Regions from separate parts of the Rattus norvegicus genome. Here region 2 is linked to region 1. The links are chromatin contacts, called in public Hi-C maps. All regions are on one chromosome and are shown on one strand. The core of a region is the stretch at or near the end of the contact, and the rest is flanking DNA. Distances in the headings are between cores, read along the strand shown.

Evidence for each region. Hi-C and Micro-C count contacts between places; a contact is called where the count stands out from the background.
Region 2: a Hi-C map of the A7r5 cell line shows a contact between it and region 1, with 4 times the contacts expected there. The contact joins the enhancer-like site here to the promoter of Psmd8 in region 1. A contact is called at or near these places in 3 of 12 Hi-C or Micro-C datasets (the A7r5 cell line, Schwann cells and frontal cortex).

The regions. Positions count from the first base shown.
Region 1 is chr1:93,604,816-93,611,592 of GRCr8, forward strand. Psmd8 (proteasome 26S subunit, non-ATPase 8) reads right to left here and starts at 3,874. Exons shown (of 7, transcript NM_001100831.1): 1 at 3,475-3,874; 2 at 2,241-2,313; 3 at 2,018-2,120; 4 at 352-517. The coding sequence starts at 3,843. The region is part of intron 1 of LOC103689966 (MARCKS-related protein-like); the gene reads left to right. It also overlaps the pseudogene LOC134483090.
Region 2 is chr1:93,795,031-93,801,969 of GRCr8, forward strand. Sipa1l3 (signal-induced proliferation-associated 1 like 3) reads right to left here. Exons shown (of 20, transcript NM_001371098.1): 8 at 4,884-5,158; 9 at 1,412-1,663. The region is part of intron 1 of LOC103689966 (MARCKS-related protein-like); the gene reads left to right. Among named protein-coding and RNA genes, the nearest start is that of Sipa1l3, 33 kb to the right of the region's middle. Within about 2 kb of position 2,196, at least 56 of the 93 cell types and tissues checked have an H3K27ac peak or open chromatin away from gene starts, as enhancers often do.

The DNA of each region.
Region 1 (6,777 bases), core at 2,624-5,123:
CAGGTTTGAGCCATAGGACACAAACCACCTCTGCCGGATGACCTCTTAGCCCTTTCAGACCCTCTCTGACCTCTCCCAGGCCAAAGTCCCCAGAACACTTAATGTCTCACATACCACACAGGTGGCTCATTCTTTTGGGACCTCTCTACCTCCTTACTTTATAGACCCTATATTAGGGTTTATCTGTTTGATCCACCTTAACATTAAACTATCCTGGTGCCTGGCACATATTTGTTTTGCTGGTTAACAGAGCTGGTGATTGGTAATGGCTGATTATTCTTCCAGGAAACCAAAGTCTGAAGTGGTACCACCCACCTCACCCAGGATCTCCCTTCCCCTGCCCAGCCTCACTTGCTCGAGGGATACAGGGTGTTTGATGTAGACATTGGTTTGGATGTCCTTGGCAGGCAATCGTTCTAATTCTGTGTGGAACTCAGCCACTCGGTTCTGAGAGAGCAGGAAGAGGAGGTTGAGGCCCAGGAGCTGGTGCATGTAGGCTGACTCAGGAAGCTGCTCCCTGTAAACCAGAGTGTGGGAGGGAACCAAAATTAATAGGTCCTGGGAGCTAACCAAGTCCCTCGTCTATCTTCCAGTAATCTTACAACTACTTGCAGAAGCTCAGACAGGTTAGGTACAGAGAGGCAAGAAAAGCCACAGCCATATGAACAGAACATATATGGATCACAGTGATCCGTCTACTTCCCATCTGTTTAACAGTTGTCACACGGTATCCACATCATAAAGGCATGTTCAGTAAACGTAAGTGAATTAAACAGTCTAACCTAGGGGCTGGGGATTTAGCTCAGCGGAAGAGCGCTTGTCTAGCGAGCACAAGGCCCTGGGTTCGGTCCCCAGCTCCGAAAAAAAGAAAAAAGAAAAAAGAAAAAAGAAAAAAAAAAAAAAAACCAGTCTAACCTAAGTAAAGCCATAAGAACAGTATCCAGAGGCGAATGCTCAGTGAGCAGAATGCTTCCCTCGAATGAAGGAGACTTTTGGGTCAATCCCTGGCACTTTGTAAACAAGACATGGGGGTGCACACCTGTAATCCCAGCCACTGGGAGGTACAGGTAGGAGTATCGAAAGTTCAAGATCAGCTACACAACTGAGTTCTCAGTCAGCTTGGGGCATACAAGACACAGCCTCAGAAAACAACAGCTGTGTATGGTGGCCCATGCTGTTAATCCCAGCACTCAGGAGGCAGAGTTCCAGGCCAGCCGAGGCTACACAAAACAAAACAAAACAAAACAAAAACACAAAGAAAAAAAAAAAAAAACGACAAACAAACCAGCAGGGGGCAGCACTACATATAATCTCCAGCCGCAGGCAGGTAGACCACCTTGAACCCTGTCTCAAACAAAATAAAACACCAGCAAAGTAAAGCAAAGTAGCATCCTACTGGCTGCTATAGATATGTCAGTCTGAGGAGTCAAGAATGAAGGGTAATGCGTAGCCACACTGGGAAGAGGGGCCATAGTGTAGGACTAGATAAGGGAAAACATTGGAGGGGCTGAAGAGATGGCTCAGCAGTTAAAAGCACTAGATGCTTGAAGAGCTCTGCACTTTCAGAAGTCTTTGAGTTCAATTCCCAGTACCCACATAGCGGCCCATAACCATCTATAATGGGACCCTATGCATTTCTGTGGTGTTCAGACATACAAGCAGACAGAGCACACATATACATGGAAATACATAAAGAAAACAAAACTGTTTAGAAACTTACAGAAGGGGGTTGGGGATTTAGCTCAGTGGTAAAGCACTTGCCTAGCAAGCGCAAGGCCCTGGGTTCGGTCCCCAGCTCCGAAAAAAAGAAAAAAAAAAAAAAAAAAGAAACTTACAGAAATAGACTACATAAACAAACCCAGTTTCAAGAGCTCTAAGTTACTCTTCTGGCTCTCTGGCTTCTGGGGACAGAGCTAAGAAGAGCGATGGTTCTCAGGTGAAGAAGACAGAGATAAATGAACTACCAAGGAACTACCCACCCCTACCTCAGTCCCCTCCCTAGAGAGCCCAACCTCACTTGTAATCAAAGTAGTAGCATTTGAGCTGGGCCATGTAGCGCTCGAAGGAGGGAATGTCCTTGCATAGGATGCTCCACTGGGCCCCGATTTCCAGAATGTCACCTGTGAGTAAGAGTAGAGGGACTCTCAGGTGGTGACTAGAATCCCCTTGGGATCAGCACTACAGACATCCCTACAATGACCCCAAGCCCGTCACCCTCCACCAACCCCAGTGACACTCACGGGCCAGAATGAGCTGCTGTTTAGTCAGTTTGGTCCCCGTGGTTGGCAGGAAATTGAGCTCCAGCAGAACCAACTGAGAGGGAAGGAATGAAGAGACTTCAAATACAGATTACTTACTTTCTCTGAACTTTCATGTCCCTACTTGGCAAAATGGAGCTCACATGCATCCTAACCCACACAACTGCTATGAGTATTAAAGGAGTCAGGACTTGTAAAGCATTTAGCACAGGGCCTGAGCACACAGAGTACCAACAGGATTACCTCATCTCACAAACATTAGTACTACTCCACTGGGAAACAGGAGGCACTCAGTGGAACCATGGGGTGGGGAGACACCCATGACCTCAATTCTTTCTGTTGCTATTTTTGGCTTGTTTTAGGTTTTTTTGTTTTGTTTGAGACAGTAGCTCCCTAGGCAGGCCAGTCTGATCTAGAACTGGAGACCCTAGTGTCAGCCTCTTAAGTGCTGGGATTACAAGTATAGGACATAATCTTTAGCTATGATCCTGGGGAGACTTTCCCCTCCTCAGTCTGCCTAAGAAGGGTTAACAAGGCTATGTCAAGGAGTGTGGGGCTAATTTTCCCCTTCCCCCAGTCCAGCCCAGACACCATTCCTTTGTAAACTTAGGGACCTAATACATATTTTCTTGCTTACTTATTAATAATATATATATATACCTATACATATATATTTACATATATAATTTTTGGGACGAGGTCTACGTAGCCCCAAACCTCCTCAAAGTCGCTATTGAAGACCACGCCGGCCTTGTATACACCTAAATGTGTTTATAACCAAAAATCATGCTCTTCTAGGTCCATTATGGCCTCAAACTGTTCCTGTCGCCCCTCTTCAAACAGGTGTTTCCTAACCTCTGCTCTCTCACAGCGTCCCTGGGCTTTATTTACCACACATTCCCTTAACGCCCCGTCATCTCAGCCTTATTCTTCTCACCATCTCCTCGTTCGTCAGTGTCTGATCCCACTTCTGCCTCCCTCCAAGCACCAAAGCATCTCATTCGATTCTGCCAGAACCAATCTTTCCATCACTCCCTCCCCGCTACCTTAGGGGTCGCGTTTGGCTGGCTCCAGCCGTCTCTCCCTTCTTAGTCCTCCAGGCCCACCGAACTTCGCTCTTCTCATTCCTTGGCCCGCTCTACTATACTAGCCTTGAGCTCCCCCGTCCGTCACCTTCCCTCAAGCACTAGGCATCTAGGACCCGGCGACCCCTTACCTTCAGGCGGCCCAGCTCTTCTCCACATTTACTAAGATTCGGGCTCTTCCGGTTCCACTCGTCTTTGAGTTGCTCGTACATGCCGGCCGCTGCCTGTAGGATCCCGCCCGAGGTGGCCGCGGGCCCGGAGCTTGAAACGCCGGTTGTCCCGTTCACCGTAGCCGCCGCGGCCGCCATCTTTCGTGATGCAGCAAACAGCCGACCTGATTTACGGCAACGACGCCGAGCAATGCTCTCCCGGCGGAAGTGAGGCCGGGAGGTGGAGCCCAAAGCCGGAGGCGGAGCTACGACTGCTAGCTTCTGCCCACGGCGGGAGGAGCGCCGCGGCTCTCCTCTGGGCGCCTTCGCAGTCCGGCCCTTAATGAACATGCCACAGCTCCGCCTCTGTTGTCATTCAAAATGGTGAACGGAAGTCGGTTTGCTCCAACTGAAAACAATTCCCACAATGCTCCTCCCATTCCAGTAGTCACCATGGCCGCCCTTGCTTCGATCTGTAGAATTTCCATCTTAAGGGTACCGCCACGAGGCCAAGAGGTGGCGATGTGGAACCATTTGGAAAACTTGTCAGGTATCACTATTAGGACTGTGAGAGGACTAGCAGGTGGGGTTTAAAATTAGGGCGCTCGTGTTTATTATTCTTCCACAGTTTTCTTACCTTTTTCAGACCTTTAAAAACAAGATTTATGGGGCTGGGGATTTAGCTCAGTGGTAGAGCGCTTACCTAGGAAGCGCAAGGCCCTGGGTTCGGTCCCCAGCTCCGAAAAAAAAAAAAGAACCAAAAACAAGATTTATTTATTTTATGTATATGAGTACACTGTGACTGTCTTCAGACACACTAGAAGAGAGCATCCGATCCCTTTGTGAGGCACCATGTATGTGGCTGCTGGAAATTTTAGTCAGAACTTCTGGAAGTGTAAGTAGTCAGTGCCCTTAACCACTGAACCATCTCTCAGGTCCCCTTTTTTCTTCCTTTTGAATTAAAATATAATTACAGACCGAGCCTTGTGGTTCACACCTTTAATCCAAGCACTTGGGAGGCAGTGGCAGGCAGATCTCTGTGAGTTCAAGGCCAAACTGGTCTACAAAGTGAATTCCAGGACAGCCAATCCTACACAGAGAAATCCTGTCTTGAAATATATATGATATATATATATCATATTTATATATGAGAGTAAATATATTTTAAAATTATATTACATATATATGGTCTCCTGGCAGAAGTGAGGCCAGGAAATGGAGGAATTATACATATAACTAGTACAGGTTGAAGAGATGGCTCAGAAGTCAAGATCACTTGCTGTTTTGGCAAAAGACACAAGTTGGATTCTCGGTATCCTCATGGTGGTAACTCTAACTCCAGTTTCAGGAAATCTGATATTCTTTTCTGAACTCCAAAAACATCAGGCACACATGTGGTACATATCCATACATGCAGCCCACACATTTGTGTATACCAAGATGGGTTTTTTTTGTTTGTTTCTTTTGATTTTTCAATACAGGGTTGGAGTGGAAATTTCTGGTTGTGTCATGTGATGCAAACTTGTGATGTTTTGCTGAAGCAAGAGCCGTAAGAGGACTCATGACGTTTGGAGAGTATAAGTAGGACTCCACAGACAGTGAGGGCATGCTTGCTTTGCTTGGCCATTTTTTTTCTTTCTTTTTTTAAAAATAATAGGGTTTTTTTTTACTTTTATTTTTATTGGATATTTATGTATTTACATTTCAAATGTTAACCCCTCCCCCCTCGAATCTCTCCTCCCACCCTATCCCTGAAGATGCCCCCACTCCCACCCACCCCACTCCCACCTCAACACCCTGGCATTCCCCTATGTGGGGAAACAAGCCTTCAGAGAATCAAGGGTTTATCTTCCCATTGATGCCAGACAGTGCTACATTCTGCTACATATTCAGCTGGAGCTTTGGGTCCCTCCATGTGTACTCTTTGGTTGGTGATTCAATCCCTGGGAGCTTGGGGGGGGGGTTCCTTGATATTGTTATTCTTCCTATAGTGTTGCAAACCCCTTGAGCTCCTTCAGTCCTTTCTCTAACTCATTCATTGGGGTCCCCGTGCTCAGTCCAATGGTTAGCTGCAAGCATCCTTATCTGTATCAGTAAGGCTCTGGCAGAGCCTGGAAAGAGACGTCCATATCAGGCTCCTGTCAGCAAGCACTTCTTGGCATCAGCAATAGTGACTGGGTTTGGTGGCTGCAGATGGGATTGATTCCCAGGTGGGGCAGTCTCTGGATGACCTTTCCTTCAGTCTTTGCTCCACTCATTGTCCCTATCTTTCCTCCTGTGTGTATTTTGTTCCCCCCTCTAAGGACTGAATCATCCACACTTTGGTCTTCCTTCTCCTTGAGTGTCATCTGGTCTGAGATTTTTCCCTTTCTTGTTATCATGTCTACTGATGCCCTCCTTGTTCAGGTCCCCTTTAGATAGTAATACCCTTGAGACTTCCCTGGCATCTCTAAAGGCCTTCCATACGTTTCTTCAAATTTATACAGAAACAATCTAAACATAAATGTGTGAACTATTTACAAAAACCATACATGCCTATGGTTTAAATGTCAAAAAGCAGCAGAGGGGGGTTGGGGATTTAGCTCAGTGGTAGAGCACTTGCCTAGCAATCGCAAGGCCCTGGGTTCGGTCCCCAGCTCCGAAAAAAAGAAAAAGAAAAAAAAAGCGGCAGAGGTTTCATGGTTTTTATTATTATAGCATTATTGTTGTTGTATTTTGGTTTGGTTTTGATTTTTTGAGACAGGGTTTCTTTGTGTAGCTCTTACCATCCTAAACGTCTTTCATCCTTTTAAAAATAAAAATGTTTTAAAGATTTATTTATTTATTTATTTATTTATTTATTTATATAAATACACTGGAACTGTCTTCAGTGTAAATATACACAGAAGAGGGCATTGGATCCCATTACAGATGGCTGTGAGCCACCATGTGGTTGCTGGGATTTGAACTCAGGACCTCTGGAAGAGCAGTCAGTGCTCTTAACCACTGAGCCATCTCTCCAGCCCTGTTTAGTTTTTTAAGACAAGGGTTTTCTGGGTAGCCCTGGCTATCCAGGGACTCTTGATTTGTTGTTGTCGTTTTTGTTGGTTTTTTGTTTTGTTTTGTTTTAATTTTTAATGGCGAAAATAAAAATACCATTGAAAGCAAAGCTTCTGGGAAAAACCATTTGTTCTTCCTTGTCTTGTATCTCTCCTCGAACTTGACCTTGGCCTCCGGGCTGGCCTTGTGTTTCAATGATGGGTCTCTGAACACATCCTTGTTGACACCAGTTTTGTCCAACTGGGA
Region 2 (6,939 bases), core at 946-3,445, 190 kb after region 1:
ACACAACTACTCAACAAACTGCAACCAACAACCAATAACCACTCAGGGGGTTATATACCCCTGAAAAGTCTCCAGAATTCCAAACAGCACACTTGCAGAAACTCTCTGCTGCTGGCAAAATCATGCCTCTGCTAGGGCACGAGGCAAATCACAGTCAGCTGCTGTGGACGATCTGAAGCAGCCCCATATCCCACATTTGGGAATAAAACAAAAACATACAATAGTTGTGTGTGTGTGTGTTTTTAAGAGACCAAAATCCCAAAATTGTTACTACAGAGATCCAGCTGCCTCTGCCTCCCAAGTGCTGGGATTAGAGGTGTGCATTGCCTTGTCTGACTATTTTTATACTTATTTATATATTTATGTATTTATTTATAGAACGGGGCAAGACCGAGGGCCATACGCACAGCATGCTTTATCTCTTAATATATAATGCATCCAAGTGAGTATTTCAGCTGGGTCTGCCTGGTGGTCCAGACCTGTAATCCAAGTTACTGAGCGGTCTGGAGCAGGAGGCTTTTCAGTTTAAGAACAGTCTGAATAGCATAATGAGATCCTGTTCTACAGAAAGGGGAGTGAGCTGAGGATGTGTTCAGTGGTAGAGCGTCTGCCCAGCATGCCTAAGGACCGAGGTTCAACCCCCAGTTATCCATAAACACAAAATAGTATAAACTAAATACCAGTATCAAAGTCCCTGAGGCGACTACCAGCTCAGGGACTTGATAGCGGCTATGAGATCCACTTTTGTGGGTCTCCCTTGGACTGCTTCCCAAGAAGCCAGTCCTGCAGGTTTTATTATTGGCCTTGGAAAAAAACCTTTTTCCAACCTCCTATAGAGAGAGTTTTCTGTCCCTGTCCTGGGCCCTTGGGCCAGCGCAGGAGTGGGGAGAGAAGGAAGAACTGATGGGGAGGGCAGACAGAGACGGAGGGATAAGACAGGAAAATGGCCAGGCAAGGTGAATACCTTTAATCCCAGCACTCTGAAAGCAGAGTCAGGGCAGCCTGGTCTACAGAGTGAGTTCTATCTAGGACAGCAAGGACTACACAGACAAGCTTTGTCTCAAAAAGTCCAAAAAAAAAAAAAAGAGGGCTAGAGACGTGGTTCAGTGGTTAAGAGCACTGACTGCTCTTACAGAGGTTGAGTTCAAATCCCAGCAACCACATGGTGGCTCACAACCATCTGTAATGGGATCTGATGCCCTCTTCTGGTGTGTCTGAAGACAGCGACAGTGTACTAACATACATGAAATAAATCTTTTAAAAAAAGAACAACAACAAAAAAAAAAAAGAAAGAAAGAAAGAAAAGTGACAGAGGGGAAGAGGAAGAGGGAGGGTGGGAAAAGCAGAGGGGGGGAGGGGTGGCTCGTGGGCAGGTGGGACAGTGGACAGCAGGTGTCCTGGGGGTCCTTACCTCTTGCTGTGCAGTGGCTGGGACTCCCGGAAGGGCACCCCGGGTGTGTGCTTCGGGAGTCGGCTCAGGGACTGGGCATGGCCGGGAGTGGCAGGGGTGGTCCACTTGGTGGCTGGCAGGGAGTTGTGGGAGGCAGGCCCGCTCCACTGCCAGGGAGCGTTGCTGCGGTAGGGGGGTCGGCCCCCAGGGGTGGCGGCTTCCGACTCCATCTTGGGTTCCGACGTACTCATGTCATAGGTCTCTGGCCACCCCCTGGAAAGACAAGTTTATTACTTGTAAGCTCTGGGCCCGCTAGCACACGGGCCTTCTGCTGGAGAGGGATCAGCTGTCCTGCTTACAGTGGGCCAACTCCAAACGGTGGTGATTCATCTTAAAGCCTGAGAGGCAACTTTCAAATTAGGCCTGAAGCTTACGCAGGGCTATAACCCCTAGACCTGAATCTCTTTTTTCCTCCAGGTCTTGGCTTCTCTTCGTCCCTTCCCTTTTCTCTGGCTCAGGCCTCTAGTTGGCCAGTGTTTTCAACGAACCAGCCCCTCCCAACACCCCAAGCAGTCCTTTGGGCCGGAAAAGCCAATGCCCTCAAAAATCAAAGGACAGTCCCTGCCTTGTTCCCTAGAATCTCAGATGCTGATGGAAGGGAGGCAGGTGACCTACTTTGCAAGGTGGCTTAAAAAAGGAGAAAAGCACACGAAACCCAGAACCCTGGAAATAGACGCAGGCCCGTGTCTGGCTGGCACACGCACCACAGTGCAGAGATGCAGCTTGGGGTGTGGGGACCCAAGCTGGGCAGGCAGCTTTGCCATCGCTGCCACAGTGTGCCACGCAGCACGGGAGGGAGCCCGAGCTTACAGAAGGCTAAGCTCAGGGAAAAATCCTCCTCTTAGATCACAAGGGCCAAGCTCTGAGAGGCAGGTCCAGAGGATCTCATTCCGACGTTCCTATGGCCTGAGACGCACTCGGGCCTGGCTGCAACAAAGCCATGTCACCTGAGGGCCTGAGGGCGTGTTCCTGTCCCAGGCCCTACTCAGGGTACCTTTCTGCAGTCGTGTGGTAGAGCTGATGTTCAGCGTTCCTTATGGCTGTTTTGGGGATCAGAAGCCCCCAAGCACCAGGTAGGGAACAATGGGGATGCACCCCTCTGACAGAGCCACCAGATAGGCCAGGCTGGCAGAGGTGCAGGAAGGCCACATAGCCTGAGATTGCTCTGAGCTCTGAGCCAGGCAGAGCTCACCCCTGGATGCTGGGCATGAGCATGTGATCCGTATCCAACCAATCGGGAACGCCTCTCATCCCAGACAAAGTGACTAGTGTAGGACTGTCACGGGCTTTAGCAGTTCCTGTCAGAGCAGTGAGAGCAACCTGGGAGACACTTCTGGAATTACTGGGGTAGGGTGATGGCTTATAGGCCATTCTGCTGTGCTCCTCCCGGGGACCTAGTGGCGCCTTATGTCATCGCTTGCTGCAGCCAGGTGTGATCTAGGCGCAGCAGTGTATAAAAAGGACCGTTTGCTCCCCTGCACCCTTTCTCTCTTTCTGTTCCCATGTGCTCCCTGCTGGCCTCTCTGTGTGTCCTTTCTGTCAGTCTTTGTGTCCCTTTTTTGCCCTCATGGCTCTGCTGCTGTCTGTCTGCCTCTACTACTTCTTCAGGCTCCCTTCCCCTCCCCTTCCCCCAAATAAATGTCACATGGCTTGATTTCTCAGGGGGACGGACCCCCAGGCATCCCCTGACACTGCACGCTGCCGCCGCACAGCCGTATTATATTTTACAACAGGGCAGTATAAAGATCTATTTTTGCCATCGTTGCTATGCTGGGGAGACCCAGTCCAGAGCTGTGTTGTTGTGGTGGGAGACTGACTGAGAATGACAGCAACCAAGCTCAAGACCTTGAATTCTGGGTCCTCTGGCCTCCACTTCCCCAGTGCTGGGATTGCAGGTGCATGCCACTACATCTGGGTCATGCAGCGCCGGGGGAACCGAACCCAGGGCCACGTACGTGTTATATGAGCACCCTACCATAGCCTCAGCTCCAGTGTATGACCTTTCACAGCTAAAGACACTGAGCTGGGCTGGAGGCACATGTCTTTTTTTTTTTTTTTTTTTTTTCTTTTTTTCGGAGCTGGGGACTGAACCCAGGGCCTTGCGCTTCCTAGGTAAGCGCTCTACCACTGAGCTAAATCCCCAGCCCCGGAGGCACATGTCTTTAAACAGCACTAGGCGCGGGGGCAGGTGACTCTGAGCTCGAGGCCAGTCTGGTCTATATAGCACTCCAGGACAGCAGGGTTACATAGTGAGACCTTATCTTAAGGAAACAAAACAAAAGCCGAAACAACCGACTGAACAAAGCAAGCGACATCCGTGTCATACCCAGAAGTCAGCATTCCACGCCGCTCCCTCGCCACCCTCCCTCCAGCTCTCACACGTTGTCTGCCCCCTCGTCCATGCTCCCAGAGCCTTGGAGAGGATGCCTGAGCGTTCAACAGCCATGCGCCCTCTGTACTGTGACCAGTGTCTGCAGCCACCACTGTCACTGTAAAGAGAGGCTTCTGCAACCAAAGCCGACAGCGCCACCACCCACAGGCACAAGCAAGGTTATTCAGAAGACATTTTGACAGGTCCATCAGGCCCCTACAGCAAACAATAGCAGTAGCGTTCTCCAGTGGGGCCTCTGGCCTTCCAAGCCAAGGTGGATTCCCTTCTGTGGAGCTGGCCTCAAATTCAAATCAAAGCCACTGCCTGCCCCATGCCCACCCCTTCTTGAGACTGGATCTTTCTTCAGAGTTGAGGCTGGCCTCGAATTCAGGCGCACCCCCCCGCCCCCAGCCCCCAGACCTTGTGTGTCTACTTCCGGATCTATCTCTCCCTGTAGAACACAAAACGGCTTACTCTGCCCTGTCCACTGTGCCAGGCCTAGCACTGCAAACGGAGCTTGCATATAGCACGGAGCCCAATAAATGTCCCCGTGTCCTGCTGTTTTCACACTTTGTATGCCATCTGGAAAAGGTGACTACTAATGTATGTAATGTAATGGGTGCTGGGGAGGTATACACCGGGGACTAACATTGAGAACCAGTCCCCACAAGACCCTCATTTACGCCACTCCCACTGTCATTAGCCCTCTGAAACAGGGCTTATCAAAGCGGTTCTCAACCCGGAACCCTTTCTCAGGAGTTGCTTAAGACCATCAGAAAACACAGATATTACATCGTGATTTATAACAGCAGCAAACTTACAGTTAGGAAGTAGCAACAGAAATAATTTTATGGGGTGTGTGTGTGTGTGTGTGTGTGTGTGTGTGTGTGACCACAACACAAAGAGCTGTGTTAAAGGGCTGCAGCATTGGGAAGGTTGAGAATCACTGACTTATAAGGTTCCTTCACTGGGGTCTTGGGTGACATGACAGGGGAACCCCTTGCAGTCATCTGGAAGCTGCCAATCTTGTCCCCTACCTGCCCCCCAGGGTGATGCTCTTACCGTCGGGGAGTGCCGTCTTCAAAGGGTGGGATGATGACCACCTTCACGGTGACGGAGGTGCGCAGCAGGTCGATCATCTGGTCGTGGCTTAGTGTCACCACGGCCACCTTGCAGATCTCTACCAGTCGGCTGCCTTGCCGGAGGCCAGCCTGCCAGGCAAACCCATAGTCCTCCACTTCAGCCACTGTCCCATCGTACTTCACGTGGAAGCCCAGCTGCCCCAGCCCATTCCGCCGCAGGGTCATATCCACCGTCTCCCAGCCATTGGTCATCACCTGTGGGAAGTGGGAGGGATGAGTCTCAGCTGTTTGGCTCAGAGGCGGGCTCTGAAGACCCCTGTCCAATCAGTCCCCTCTGAGAGGGACTGGCAAGTCCCACTTGCCTTCGAGGTGTCACCAGGATCCCAGTCTGGGCAGGAAATATATACATACCACTCTGTGTAGCCATGAACTGTATTCTCCAAATATTCCTGTTTCCTCCCTCTCCTCTCAGCCCACTGTGGTCAGCTGTGCGAGCTGTGAGCTGAGCAGTCCTGGCCTTTTGGTTGGGGTACTAACTAACTGATTGATTGATTGATTTTGTGGCACTAGGGATGGAATATAGAATTATGTGAATTCTAAGCAAATGTTCTACCACTGAGCCACACCCAGACTCTCATTGGTGGGTTCTGGGCAAATGCTCTCACCACTGGACACCTTCAACTCCTTACTGGTAGGGTGCATGCGTGCGTGTGTGTGTATGCCCAGACGTGTGTACGTACATGTACACAGAAGACATCAAGTGTCCTCTCTGGATCTCTGATTACTCCCTTGAGGCTGGTCTTTCTCTGAGCCTAGAGTTGGTTGCTTTTTAGTTAGGACAGTGGCTAGAGGAACCCACTGATTTGTCTGTCTCTCATGCCTAGCGCTGGAGTCCACATGGCTATGTGTTATGTTGGATGCTGGAGCTGAAACCTCAGGTCCTCACACTTTTACAGACGTTCCCACCACACCGAGCCATCTCCCCAGTGCCCCCAGCCTTCTCTGTGACTTTTAATTTTGAAGCAGGGTCTCTCCCTGAATTGCCCAGGCTGTTCTTAGACTTGTGTTTTTCCTACCTCAGCCTCCCTCACTGAGGCCTGGGTGAACATTTAATTGCCGATGTGAGACTGCATGGGCCTTTTTGGGTTCTGCCATGGAGACTAGTAATGTTCTAGGTACGGGAGGCTGTCTAGATGGCTGGAGGCCCCAGAACTAGAAGAGGGTTGGGCAGAGCCCTTGGTCACTTGGATAACCGTGTAATATGATATAAGCCCTTGCTGTTTTAACCATGAGTGTGTCCTGACCTGCACAGTGGTCCTAAGCATTGCAGTAAGTAGGGAGTGTGGTAGGCTGCAGTGTTAGGTGACCGTCACTGGCTTGGGGTCTCATGTCACATACTTCCACTTGGTGGCATTGTTCTTGGAGGCCCAAACCTCCCAGCATGGGGCAGACCAGGTCACACAGGCCTTATTTCTCATTTCTTTCAGCTTTGCTCATGCGTGATGCCTTAGTGCTTATACATGAACGTCAGACATAAATACATGCTGACTGGAAGCCCCAGGGTCTGCCTACCATTAGTGAATCTTCTTGGGACGCCAAAAAACCCTTACCTTTGCTATGCTACCAACCTGCCAGGTAGGATGTGGTCACTGGTGCTACAGTGGCCCGGACAGAAAGGACATCACCAAGCCTTCTGCCCTTTTCTTTATGTATCTGTGTGTGTGTGTGTGTGTGTGTGTGTGTGTGTGTGTGTGTGTGTGTGCGTGCATGCGTGTGCACACACAGGTCAGGGGTGGACAGTGAGTATGCTGAGCTAGCCTTTCCCACTTTATTCCCATGAGACAGGCTCTCTTTGAACCAGGCTAGCTTTCTGAACTAGACTTGCTATCTGCAGCCAGCAAGCCCCACCAAACATCCTGTTTCTGTCCTCCACGTTGGTGGGGTACAGGTATGTGCATGGCCTCACTTGGCTTTTTATGTGGGTGCTGGGGGGGGGTTGAACTCAGGTTGTCCTCAGGCTTCTGTAGCAAGTGCTC